4 separate regions of the Mus musculus genome follow, and regions 1, 2 and 3 are each linked to region 4. A link is a contact called in public promoter capture Hi-C data. All regions are on one chromosome and are shown on one strand. Each heading gives the region's core, a stretch centred on a gene start, on an enhancer-like site or on the middle of the called end of the contact. The rest is flanking DNA. Distances are from core to core; before and after follow the strand shown.

Region 1 (2,746 bases), core at 231-2,730, 570 kb after region 4:
TGGCTCAGTGGTTAAGCGCACGGACTGCTCTTCTGGAGGTCCTGAGTTCAAATCCCAGCAACCACATAGTGGTTTACAACCATCTGTAATGGGATCTGATGCCCTCTTCTAATGTGTCTGAAGACAGCTACAGTGTACTCAAATAAATAAAAAATAAACAAACAAAAAAAACCACCTGAGCGGGGAAGTGGTGGCACATGCCTTTAATCCCAGCACTTGGGAGGCAGAGACAGGCGGATTTCTGAGATCGAGGACAGCCTCGAAATACAGAGTGAGTTCCAGGACACCCAGAGCTACACAGAGAAACCCTGTATTGAAAAGAAAAAAAACAAAAACAAAAACACCTGAGATGGTTCTTCTCAGTTGTCAGGCTTACTCTCTCTGGAATGAACTACAAATCCAGAAATGAGGGGCACACCTGTGATTTTCTGTTTGGTGGAGTGGGTAGATCCACTTCTAGTCCAGACTTTAGGTAGGAAAGAACACCTCTGAGCTACATCTAGAGGCAGGAAGACACAGGCTTTTCTTTAATCTTTTGTTTGTTTGTTTTGTTTTTGTTTTTGGAGACAGGGTTTCTCTGTGTAGCCCTGGCTGTCCTGGAACTCACTCTGTAGACCAGGCTGACCTCGAACTCAGAAAGCTGCCTGCCTCTGCCTCCCAAGTGCTGGGATTAAAGCGGGCAGGCACACCTTTAACCTGGGCCACACCTTTTGCTGAAGCCTATATAAAAACATGGATGAAGGAAACTTTTGCACTTTGCCTTGCTCATAAGTCCGTTTCTTCACCGGCACTGGAGCCTACTTTTTCTGGATTCTAGACCAGCTGAGACATCCAGCCTTGTGGAACTAAGCAAATACTAGATTCTTCGACTTTCTGGACACATCTAGTTATTCTCCAATTAGCTGGACTGCAGCCCGTAAGTCATTTCAATAAACCCATATATGTAGATATGTATCAAAGGATTTCTTGCTAGTTGAAAGTTTTATGAGAAAGTCACTGACTTCACTCACCCTTTAAATTTGCCCCAACGCGGCTGCGCTCCGGACCTTCAATCTACCTGATCAACTTGGCTGTAGAACTTCCGAAACCACTTTATTTTACTTTTTATGTTTTTGAGAAAGGGTCTCATTCTGTAGCCTTGGAGCCCGGCGTGGTAGCACAGGCTTTTAATCCCAGCAGCATGTGGAAGGGGAATATAGTTGGATATCTGTAACTTCGAGCCCAGCTAGGGCTATATAGAGAGACCCTGCCTCAAAAGAAAAGAAAACAAAACACAATCACAAACCATGTAGCCTACGGCCTCATACTCGCAGAGCTCCATCGGGGTCCCAGAGTGCTGGACGTTTCTAGCGCTTCATAGTGGGGCCGCCTACATTGGCGAATTTTCACCGCGCCGAGGGCGGGACTTGGAGGCAACCTTTAATTGGTCAGCCTAACTCGTGACGTTTTTCTTCTGCGACAGCTTCCCGAGGTGCTTAGCTTCTAGAGACTCAGAAAGCGCCGAGAGAAGCAAGATGGCGGACGTGCTGGATCTTCACGAGGCGGGGGGCGAAGATTTCGCCATGGATGAGGATGGGGACGGTGAGGAGAGTGGAGGCGACTGCGGGAAGAGGGGAAGGTGCGAGAGGGGAATGCAGTAGAAATTTTCCTGGGACGTCACCCCACGAACTGGGTCTGAAAAGATAGACTCCTCCCCCTTGGGAAAGGAATTAGGGGCGGAACTGGGAAGGGACTGAAGCTGGAGTCTGTGTCGAAGCTTCCAGATAGTCTAGGAAACGCGACAGGTTTTTTTTGTTTTTTTTTTCAAATGACTCTTATTTTTGTTGCTTCTTATTTTCTCACCTGGAACTCTAGAAAGCATCCACAAACTAAAAGAAAAAGCAAAGAAACGGAAGGGCCGCGGCTTTGGCTCCGGTGAGTGTGGGGAATAGGGTAGAGTGGTCTAAGAGGCAGAAGCCCGCGAATTTGGGAGTGTGAGGGGGACACATTTGGAGGACAGTTTTCGGTGATCTGGTATGAATTCTTTTAGAAGAGGGGTCCCGAGCGCGGATGCGGGAGGATTACGACAGTGTGGAGCAGGACGGCGATGAACCTGGACCACAGCGCTGTAAGTAAATAGGACCTATGGGGAGTCTGTGTGCACTGGCACTCAAATGCAAAGTAAAGAGTTGTTTAACCAGTCTCAGAAAATTGCTTATTGTAGGTTCTTTTCAGAATTTTTCTTTTTTAGTTTGTTTGGTTTTGGGTTTTTTTGTTGTTGTTGTTTTGGATACAGGGTTTCTCTGTTAAGCCCTGGCTGTCCTGAAACTCTTTTTGTAGACCAGGTTGGCCTCAAACTCACAAATCTGCCTGCCTCTGCCTCCTGAATACTGGGCTTTTTAGCTTACATGTTCATACAACACTTTCCCTACCCAACAGCTGTTGAAGGTTGGATTCTCTTTGTCACTGGAGTCCACGAAGAAGCCACTGAAGAAGATATCCATGACAAATTCGCTGAATATGGGGAAATAAAAAATATTCACCTTAATTTGGACAGGCGCACGGGATACTTGAAGGTAGATTTTCTTGCTTCCCTCACTTACAACTCTTAGATACATTGATTATGTTGTTTTTGTGAGTTGATCAAGCACAGGTAGGAAGTGAAATGACATTGGAAATTGATTTTGTTACCCACATGAAAGAGACAGAAACAGAATGAGCATGTTTGTGTATATAATGGGGATATGTGGTGTATAGCTGCGAAATT
Region 2 (2,700 bases), core at 77-2,576, 560 kb before region 4:
GGGATTTTAATGATTGAGATGCAGTACTCATCAGACATTCTACCACCCGAGAGTCTAGCAGTAGAGTCCCACGTGTATCCATTAATGTAGATTCAAGTGTTGTAAATAATTAGGTGCTACATTGGGTCAGTTGTCTTTCCTTACTGTCATGTTGGGTGTTGATCCTTGGGCCTCATAATGTTAGGAAAGCCCACCACCGCTGAGTCATGTTCCTCAACCCTCTTTTAGCTTTTTGTAAATTACTTTTATCCTCCATTTAAGCAACTAGAATCTTTTTGTAAAGTTTATGTATATGAGTACACTATCTCTGTCTTCAGACACACCAGAAGAGGGTATCAGATCCCATTACAGATGGTTTTGAGCCACCATGTGGTTGCTGGGAATTGAACTTAGGACCTCTGGAAGAATAGGCAGTGCTTTTAACTGCTGAGCCATCTCCCTGGCCCTGTAGGGCATTTCTTAGTGGTTGATGGGAGAGAGCCCAGCTCACTGTGGATGGTGCCATTCCTGGGCTGGTGCCCCAGCCGTTGTTATTTTTAGACAGGATCTCACTAAATTGCCTAGAGTAGGTTGACCTTGAAAGTAAGTTCTTACTTAGAGACGTCTCACTGTATGGCTCTGGCTGACTTTGGACTCACTCTGTAGACTGTTGTGGCATTGACCTCACAGAGAACCATCCACCCCTGCCATCCAGTGTGTATGTTGAGGGGACAGAGGTGTGCCCATAGCCAGTGATGGCTTTGCTTTAGCTTCCTGAATATCTGGGATTACTGCACTGTCTCACACACGTGACTTTCTGGCCACTTTTGAACCATCTCACCTGGACTTTGTGGGCAGCTCCTCCCTTGATGTACAGCCATAATGGGTTAGAAAAACTACTCCATGCCCAGAAGCAGTTAATAGCAAACAGTCACAAAACGGTTTTAAATGTTTAAATTAGAGCCTTACATTTCTAGCCTTTCCTCCCCTCTCCCTCACTCCACCCCCATCATCTCAGAAGAGGATCTGACACAACGTTGGAAATGGTGCAGAGTAAGGAGGTGGGTCAGAACTAGATGAGTTGAAAAGATGGAAATTGCCAGTCAGACATTTTGAGGAAGAATGGAGACAACTAGGGCTGTGTTCTTAAATCTCCCACCAAAGTCTCAATTTGAATATTGTGCTATCTTATTTTTGCCCCCCAAAGTCAGTCAGATGAAACTAAACACTTAGCAGCTATCCACACTGGCATATGATACTGTATACACACATTGTGCAAATGTGTGTCCTTCCTCCCTAACCCCTCCTCCTTTTCATCCTATCCCTGACTCCCTCCCTTATCCAGATTTTCCAGCCACTGCTGGAGTTGACTTCCGCAATCCTTACCGAATAAATCTAGCACCCTTAGTCTTCCGCTCACAGTAGCCACGCTTCCTATCCGAAAAGAGCCTAGCGAACAGATTCTCAACAGCAGGTAACATTTTTAACTTCTGGATCTTTTAGCGTCTTGTTCCTACCAATTAACCTTATTTTAAGAAGAGAAAGGATATAATGAATTGGGGATCAAATAATTTAAGTTCCCTGAATAACAACATAATCCTTAGTTTATTTTCTAGCTAAATGTGTATGGAAATCTTTAGGATTTTCTATGTGAATGAATATGTGGCTGTTGGTATAATCAGAGGAAGAGGATTCTGTAAGCCTGTCTCAAGCGTGGGCTCTTTCTGAGTTCTGTTTAACTTAAGAGTTAACCAACTCCTGGGGAAGAAGAAGAATTCACAGCCACCCGCAAGCCTGTCACACCCCGGTTACTGGTGCTCTGCTGGGTAGTCTGTTGCTTTGCAAAGAGTAGATGAAATGTCGTCAGTGTTGCACAAGTCATATGATGTGCTGCTGGTGGGAAATGGTTTTTAAACTTAAGAACTTGCAATTAAGCCAACACAAGAAATTAATGGGGCCAGAGCAGATGCTGAAAAGCTGTGAGCTGTGAACTTAGGTCATTACGGAATACTGTCCTTCCATCTTCCACCTCCATTCGTGTCTGAGGCTTTCACCCTGTAAAGCAGCCACGTCGCTGTTTGGAAAAAAGAAAAGAGAAAAGAACAGCTACTTACCCGTGACATCTGGTTATGATCAGAGCTGTTTCCTGCCTAAAGGAGAGGAGGTGGAAAGAAAAAAGTGGACAAGGCAAATGAAGATACAGTGAACGTAAATACCATCAAAATGGTCCTGTCCTCTCCTGGCAAGATCTGGGTGTAGGCAAGGAAGAATACTATGCACAAAGCCTGAAGTGTACTGTAGCTAGAACTCTGGCTCTGTAACCACGCTCACTGTGCTTATTCTGTTTATGTGCACCCTTACCTGGGATACGGGGGTGGGGTGGGGGTGGCATAAGAGCTGCCGAGCCTTTCCCAGTTACTTCTACGCACTGCGGTTGCCTAAAGTGTGTGCAGTGTTGGTGGAACATACGGGAGTTACAATGATTAAGTCAGATGATCCGGCACCTCCTGAACTTCTGTCTGTTTTATGTGAGAATCACCTGCAATTCCTTGTTTTCCATATACAGCCAAGTGTGCCTGTCTCACAGTCAAATGAAGGGATTCTTGGGCATGGCTCACACCTTTAGTCCTGGCACAGGGGAGAGGGGGTAGATCTTTAAATTCAAGGCCCTCTTGATTAACATAGTGAGCTCAAGGCCAGCAAAGACTTACATAAAAAGAC
Region 3 (2,752 bases), core at 252-2,751, 540 kb after region 4:
GTCTTGTTTACCCCAGGGGTAGGTCATGGGCTCAAAGTTGCTCTTCTGTGTGTCTGAGCTTATGAACAACCCCCCACAGGTAGAAGTGGGGAGCAAGCCTAAGTCAGTCCTCTTACCACTTGTCAAATAAATGTGTTCAGAAGTCTGTTTTGTCACTGCTGCCTGAAAGTGTGGGTTGGGGGGGGGGGTGAAGAGAGAGGGCATGGGAGGGTGAGACTTACAGTCACAACTACTCAGGGAGCCAATCTAGAGGCTGCAGCTACTTTCTTTCCAGGAGACCAACTGACCAGTAGTGGTTGTAGAAGAAAAGGCAAATGGGCCCTGTGTTCTGAGGTTTTAAGGCATTTGGTGGGCCTCCCCCCAGCCTCCCCATGCCTGACTTTTAATGATTTAAGATTCTTACTGCCCCTCTTCTCCATAAGCAGATGCTACTTCCTACATCTTGACCACACAGGTTTTGTTGTTGTTTTAAATACAGGGTTTAATTTCATTTCACCAGGTGTGCCTTTATTCATTTTCTTCTAACCTCCATAGTCCCAGGTCTCTTAGCCAACCCTAGGAGAGGGGGTGGGGCTAGTAACTTCACCTAAGGGGAAAAGGAATGGTCAGTCAACAAAAGGGTGTCGCAGCTTGTGTGCATGGATGTCTGCTGGGAACAACTGTTGGAACCCAGACTTACCTGGATCAAGCACCCTTTCCATCTATGTCCTGAATTTCTCTGTTTGATAGGTTTCTGAGTGTATTCTAGCTCACTCTTTCTGTACAGTGATAAACACATTCTACGTTCTCTGACTCCCTTAGTGAGTAGCTGAAGTCAGAAAACCATTCCTGAATGTAAATAGTGAAAAAAGGAAAATATTTGGATTAAAACACTTAATGTCTGAATCTCCCTTGCCATCCAGCCATTTCATGTATCTAATCTTCCTGAGCATCACTTTTCTTGTTTGTAAAATAAAACCTGGTTTGTACTTGGCAGCTATTAAATAAGGCAGTGCACTCAAGTATATGACATAGCATATTCTCACTAAAGTCAGCACTATACTCAGTTTTCACTCCACCACCAATTGTGTATGAACTTAAAGATGAGTCACATCACTTCTCTGAACCGCATCTACATCTAGAAAGTAAAGTGATCAGACAAATGGTCCTTAAGAAACCTCTCCAGCTACAGTTCTATCCAGCCTTGCATCCAGGCCTATTTTCCCTTCAAGCCCCGCCCCAGGGGTCTGGCCGGATTTCTATCGCTTACCACAGGATTCCCAAAGATGCTCCGAAGCTCTCTCTCTTAGACGATTTAGCCTTTTCTTTATTCAATTGGTTCCCGTGCCTCCGCCTTCCTCAATCATTTGCCTAAGGTGGCTCAGGAGCCCACCCCTTTCCTCCCTCTCCACCAGTGATTGGCATGGCATCTGGTTCGTCCCGCCCGCTCTTGACTGACAGCTGGATCCCGGCACCGCCCTCAATCCCCTGGCTCTTGCTCACTGGGGTAGCTGGGACCGTTAGCTCGCCAGGCTGGCAGGCTCCGGGGCCCAGCTCCGCCGGCCACCGGGATGGAGACGATGCGAGCACAGCGGCTGCAGCCCGGTGTAGGCGTCGGTGGGAGAGGCACTTTGCGAGCGCTGCGGCCAGGGGTGACCGGGGCCCCGACTAGCGCCGCCACACCCCCCGTGGGCCCGCCGCCCGCCCCGCCGCCCCCCGCCCCGCCCCCGCCTCCGCTGCTTCTGGCTGGGGCCCCCGGGCTGCCCCTGCCCCCCGGCGCCGCGGGTAGCCCTGCGGTGCTGCGCGAGGCTGTGGAGGCGGTGGTGAGGAGCTTCGCCAAGCACACGCAGGGCTACGGTCGAGGTAAGTGTCGGGAACTGGCCTCCTGCGGGACACCCTCTAGTCAAGAGCCTGGCTCCCACAGCTCCCACTGTCCTCACAGTGGCTCCGCTTGGCGTCCAGCCTTCGCATGCATTTCCTTTTGGGGAGTTTCCTTCTGGACACACACACAAGCGCGCACGCGCGCGTGTACACACACACACACACACACACACACACACACACACACGAGTTATTAATGCATTCTTCAGGGACTCCTGTTTTCAGATGCAATTCTCTTTTCTTCCCAACTTTTTCTCTGTCAGCAGGCTTAAGATTTTAATGTCCTTCTCCCTTTAAGAACCCGCCCCTATTGTGTGGGATCCTCTCCTTTATCTCAGACCCAGGGCATTTCTCATCCTTACCCTTCTCTGTCTTCTCTCTCTGATCTCAGCAATTCCTGTACTCCCATCTCCTGAGCCCTTGTACTTCATCTTCTGAATCTCGACTTTTTAGTTCTTCACATACTTAACTTACCCACCCCACCTCCCACCATGAAATTTCCACCATGACTTCAGATCTGCTGGAGAATTATTAGGTAGTGCTTTCAAAAGTCACTCACAATAATTGTTCCTTTGAATCTGAACCCACACCATTGAGGCCGTGCCAGCTTCCTGTGACTTGGTGCCTCGCTTTAGTGTCTTAGTTTGGAGCCTCACAACTCGGGCCTCTGTCTGTCTGGCGCTGTATTCCTGGCCCTTGCCCAGGAACTGAGGATAAATCTCAGGCCCTGGCTCACTCAATGCTAAATTCTGTGGAAACAAGCCAGGCAACAACCTTATTTTGCTTAGAAATTGCCGGCTTAAAGATGCCTAATTTCTGGGAAGAGGGATGTGAGAATTTTCTTTGTTGTTTTTGTTTAGGCAACGTTAACCAATTTCCTGTCAGAATCCTG
Region 4 (2,951 bases), core at 165-2,664:
TCAATTCGTTCGAAGAGGTATACTTCCTTCTGAAGAATCTCTGACTGTGTGTAGACCATACTCACTATACCAGTCTGTAAAGCAAAAGAACGAACTAAGATTATACTAGTCCGGACTAGTAAAAACATGCATCAATAGTTAAGCCTTTTGCCACTAATATTTGAGTAGGTAATTTAAATTCTAATATACAGAATAATATTTACCTAATATCCAAAACAGGCTGTAATGTGTTAGAATGAAAACCTACCACTCTCTCTGAACATGAACAACTCAGAAACTTCTAAAGAGGATCTTCACCATTCCTTTACAATTCCTTTTTTAAAGTTGTGGTCAACAAATAGCCTGTTATTTCAGCTGAACCCCAACAATTTACTTTTAAAAACAACGTTGAGTAAAGTCTTCCCTGTGTCGCCAGTAACAATTTCTTTGCAGACACTCTTTCAGGTGTAAGAAGTCTCTTGGCACCAGTTAGAGCTGGTTAGACTGCACACCCACTGGGAAAGCATTCTACAACTTTCCCAGTGCCAGACAGACTTGATCATCGTCATCAGTGAAATGCTAAGTTCTACAGCGGAACGGGGCCAGCAATTCTAAAGGAAGGGAGAGCTTCCTTTATAAATACTGAGCAAAAGCAAACTCACCGTTTCTTTATCCATGAGAAGTACCTTCATGCCCGGCCCGCTGTCCTCTATCATTTTGGAAATATACTGCTTCACAGCAAAGACCACATTCATGGTGGCGAATTGACAGGTGCCCCACAGCCCTTCCCACCCACTTTCCTGGCTGAATTAACCTCAGGCCTGTTGGGTCTCAGCTGCTTCCGGTCGCCAAAGCCTCGGCTTCCGGGAGTCCGGGTAGCTCCGATACTGGGAATTGTAGTTCCTCCGTGGAGTCCGGGACTCAGACTCAGCAGCTAAGCGACGGTGCCATTCCCGACGCTTCTCGGTAGGGAGTGGAAGGCAGCCTGTTTCCCCGAACCCGCGCTGTGCTGGCTTCTGGTCCTGAGTAGGGAAGCGCTTGGCGCACCGCGGGATACAGCTCTCTCGGACACTGTTTGCTGAGCATCTTTTCTGAAGCCCTCGCACGTCATCGTAGCACTGGGCAGGCTGGGGCAGCGGGGTCCCAGGTCTGTACTGCATAGCAAGTTCTCTGATAGCCCAGGCTAGGTTACAGAGGCAGCCCCGGTTTTCTAAAGTATCCAAACAAAGTAGCATCAAGAGACGGCATTTTGTATTTGGTAGGTCATAGAATGAGACTCAACTGGGTTTCCTAAAGAGAGAAGGGGAGCTGAAATTCATCACGTTTGTTGAATGAAGAAACAATGGGAACGCTATTTAGAGATGTTGTAGACCTTAGAGACCCCAGGAAGGCGCGGAGCTTCCACCCGCCCCCTACTCAGGACCGCTGGGACTGCGAGCTCGCGGCGCCCAAAGTACTGAATTTGGTTGGCTTTCAGGGACGCCGGGTTTCCAGGGCCCCTGCAATGGGCGGGGACAGTTAATTCATTGGGGCCGGAACAAAACCAACTTGAGAATTTAAAGGTAAACACATTTTTAATCTAAGAAGCAAGAACAATTAGCAATCAACTGGATCTTAAAGCTTCAGTTTCCAAAAAATTCAACAGATGACACACTATTATCACACTTCGGATCAAGGTGTTTTGTTCCTCACCTTCTTACAATAGAGAACTGTACAACCAGGAAGACAAATAACTGCAACAAATCATTGGCTATTAGTGCTTCAAATATTTACACCAAAATAATGACGTGTGTGAGATGTGAAACTGCAAAGGATCACCAGAGGTGAGAAGGAGATTTTAAGAGAGGGAGACCCGGATAGACATAGTATTGGAATACAAGGGAATGAATACAAGGAGCACAAAACAGACAGACTATTTAGTAGAGGAAGGGGACCAGGGAGCTTTAGGAACCGCGGGGTTAGGGGTAGAGGGGCTGGAGGCAGGAAAAAAAGGAAACACATTAGAATGAGATATTATTGTCATGTGTATAAATGCCATTATGAGACTCATTGAGAATGCTAATTTAAAAAATTAATTTAAAATCAACACAGCACCACTAAATACTAGTTTTTTCAACATACTGTAAGAAATATGCGGTTAAATAGAATAGAAGAACTTAATCGGGTTATGCAAATTATGCGAAGTTTCCAAATCCCTTGAGGAAGACTAGAAGTCACTTGAAATACAGGTATTTGTCACTTCTAAAATTGTGAAAATGTGTTCTTTTCAGTTTTCCAGTCAATAAATAAACCAGTAAATAAAACTTCCCATTGGGCACAGTACAGGTTTTGAGACTTTCTTTCTTCTTCCTTTTTGTTTGAATAAGGCTTTGCAATGTAACACGGGCTGACTTTGAACGCGTGACCCCTCAGTGTCTGCAGTGCTGGAGTTACTGGTGTGCATATGTTTTGACAGAAGCCTTAAAGCTTTATATTAAACGAGTCAGTGGGATATTAACTACACACAAATGAGATCTAATGTTATATACAATCCTGTTTTATCAGCAAAAAAGTTCATATATTATAGAAAACTGACTCATCAAAGAAAATAAAATTTACCCACAAATCTAGCAAGTTACTGGTATCTGAAAAATCACCATCACCCATGTTGCTTGGATTCTATTTCCTTACCTGGACTGTAATATAGTATGTCATATTTTTTCAACTTTCTGTATCTTAAAAAGAACAAGCCAGCAGTGGTGTCACACACCTTTAATCCCAGCACTCAGGAGGCAGAGACAGGCAGATCTCTGAGTTTGAGGCCAGCGGGGTCTACAGAGTGAGTTCCAGGACAGCAAGGGCTCTGTTACAGAGAGAAACCCTGTCTCAAAAAATAAAACAAACTGAACAAGAGACGAGGAGTAGAACAATGATTGTCCTTGAAATGGTGCCTTGTCAGATTACAATTGTAAGAAATGAGTGGAGAGAGTCCT

The links. Promoter capture Hi-C pulls out the DNA fragments that hold promoters and counts their contacts.
Region 1: a promoter capture Hi-C map of pre-B cells shows a contact between it and region 4, with 4 times the contacts expected there. The contact joins the promoter of Rbm8a here to the promoter of Vps45 in region 4. A contact is called at or near these places in 5 of 39 promoter capture datasets (the SN4741 cell line, hippocampal neurons, liver and 2 more) and 1 of 9 other capture datasets (adipose tissue).
Region 2: a promoter capture Hi-C map of liver shows a contact between it and region 4, with 4 times the contacts expected there. The contact joins the promoter of Ctsk here to the promoter of Vps45 in region 4. A contact is called at or near these places in 10 of 39 promoter capture datasets (the SN4741 cell line, cranial neural crest, embryonic stem cells and 6 more), 2 of 484 Hi-C or Micro-C datasets (palatal mesenchyme and rod photoreceptor) and 1 of 9 other capture datasets (embryonic stem cells).
Region 3: a promoter capture Hi-C map of liver shows a contact between it and region 4, with 4 times the contacts expected there. The contact joins the promoter of Lix1l here to the promoter of Vps45 in region 4. A contact is called at or near these places in 4 of 39 promoter capture datasets (hippocampal neurons, liver and pre-B cells) and 1 of 115 datasets of contacts at active chromatin or transcription factors (pancreatic cancer cells).

What each region holds. Positions count from the first base shown.
Region 1 is chr3:96,628,448-96,631,193 of GRCm38.p6, forward strand. Rbm8a (RNA binding motif protein 8a) reads left to right here and starts at 1,481. Exons shown (of 6, transcript NM_001102407.1): 1 at 1,481-1,581; 2 at 1,855-1,914; 3 at 2,030-2,107; 4 at 2,419-2,555. The coding sequence starts at 1,515. It also overlaps the pseudogene 6330549D23Rik.
Region 2 is chr3:95,497,884-95,500,583 of GRCm38.p6, forward strand. It overlaps Ctsk (cathepsin K), which reads left to right and starts at 1,327. Exons shown (of 8, transcript NM_007802.4): 1 at 1,327-1,453.
Region 3 is chr3:96,599,632-96,602,383 of GRCm38.p6, forward strand. It overlaps Lix1l (Lix1-like), which reads left to right and starts at 1,502. Exons shown (of 6, transcript NM_001163170.1): 1 at 1,502-1,842. The coding sequence starts at 1,551. It overlaps Gm52628 (a long non-coding RNA gene), which reads right to left and starts at 1,468. Exons shown (of 2, transcript XR_003954672.1): 1 at 680-1,468; 2 at 1-586. It overlaps Ankrd34a (ankyrin repeat domain 34A), which reads left to right. Exons shown (of 2, transcript NM_001024851.3): 2 at 1-147.
Region 4 is chr3:96,057,041-96,059,991 of GRCm38.p6, forward strand. Vps45 (vacuolar protein sorting 45) reads right to left here and starts at 1,415. Exons shown (of 15, transcript NM_013841.3): 1 at 642-1,415; 2 at 1-74. The coding sequence starts at 734.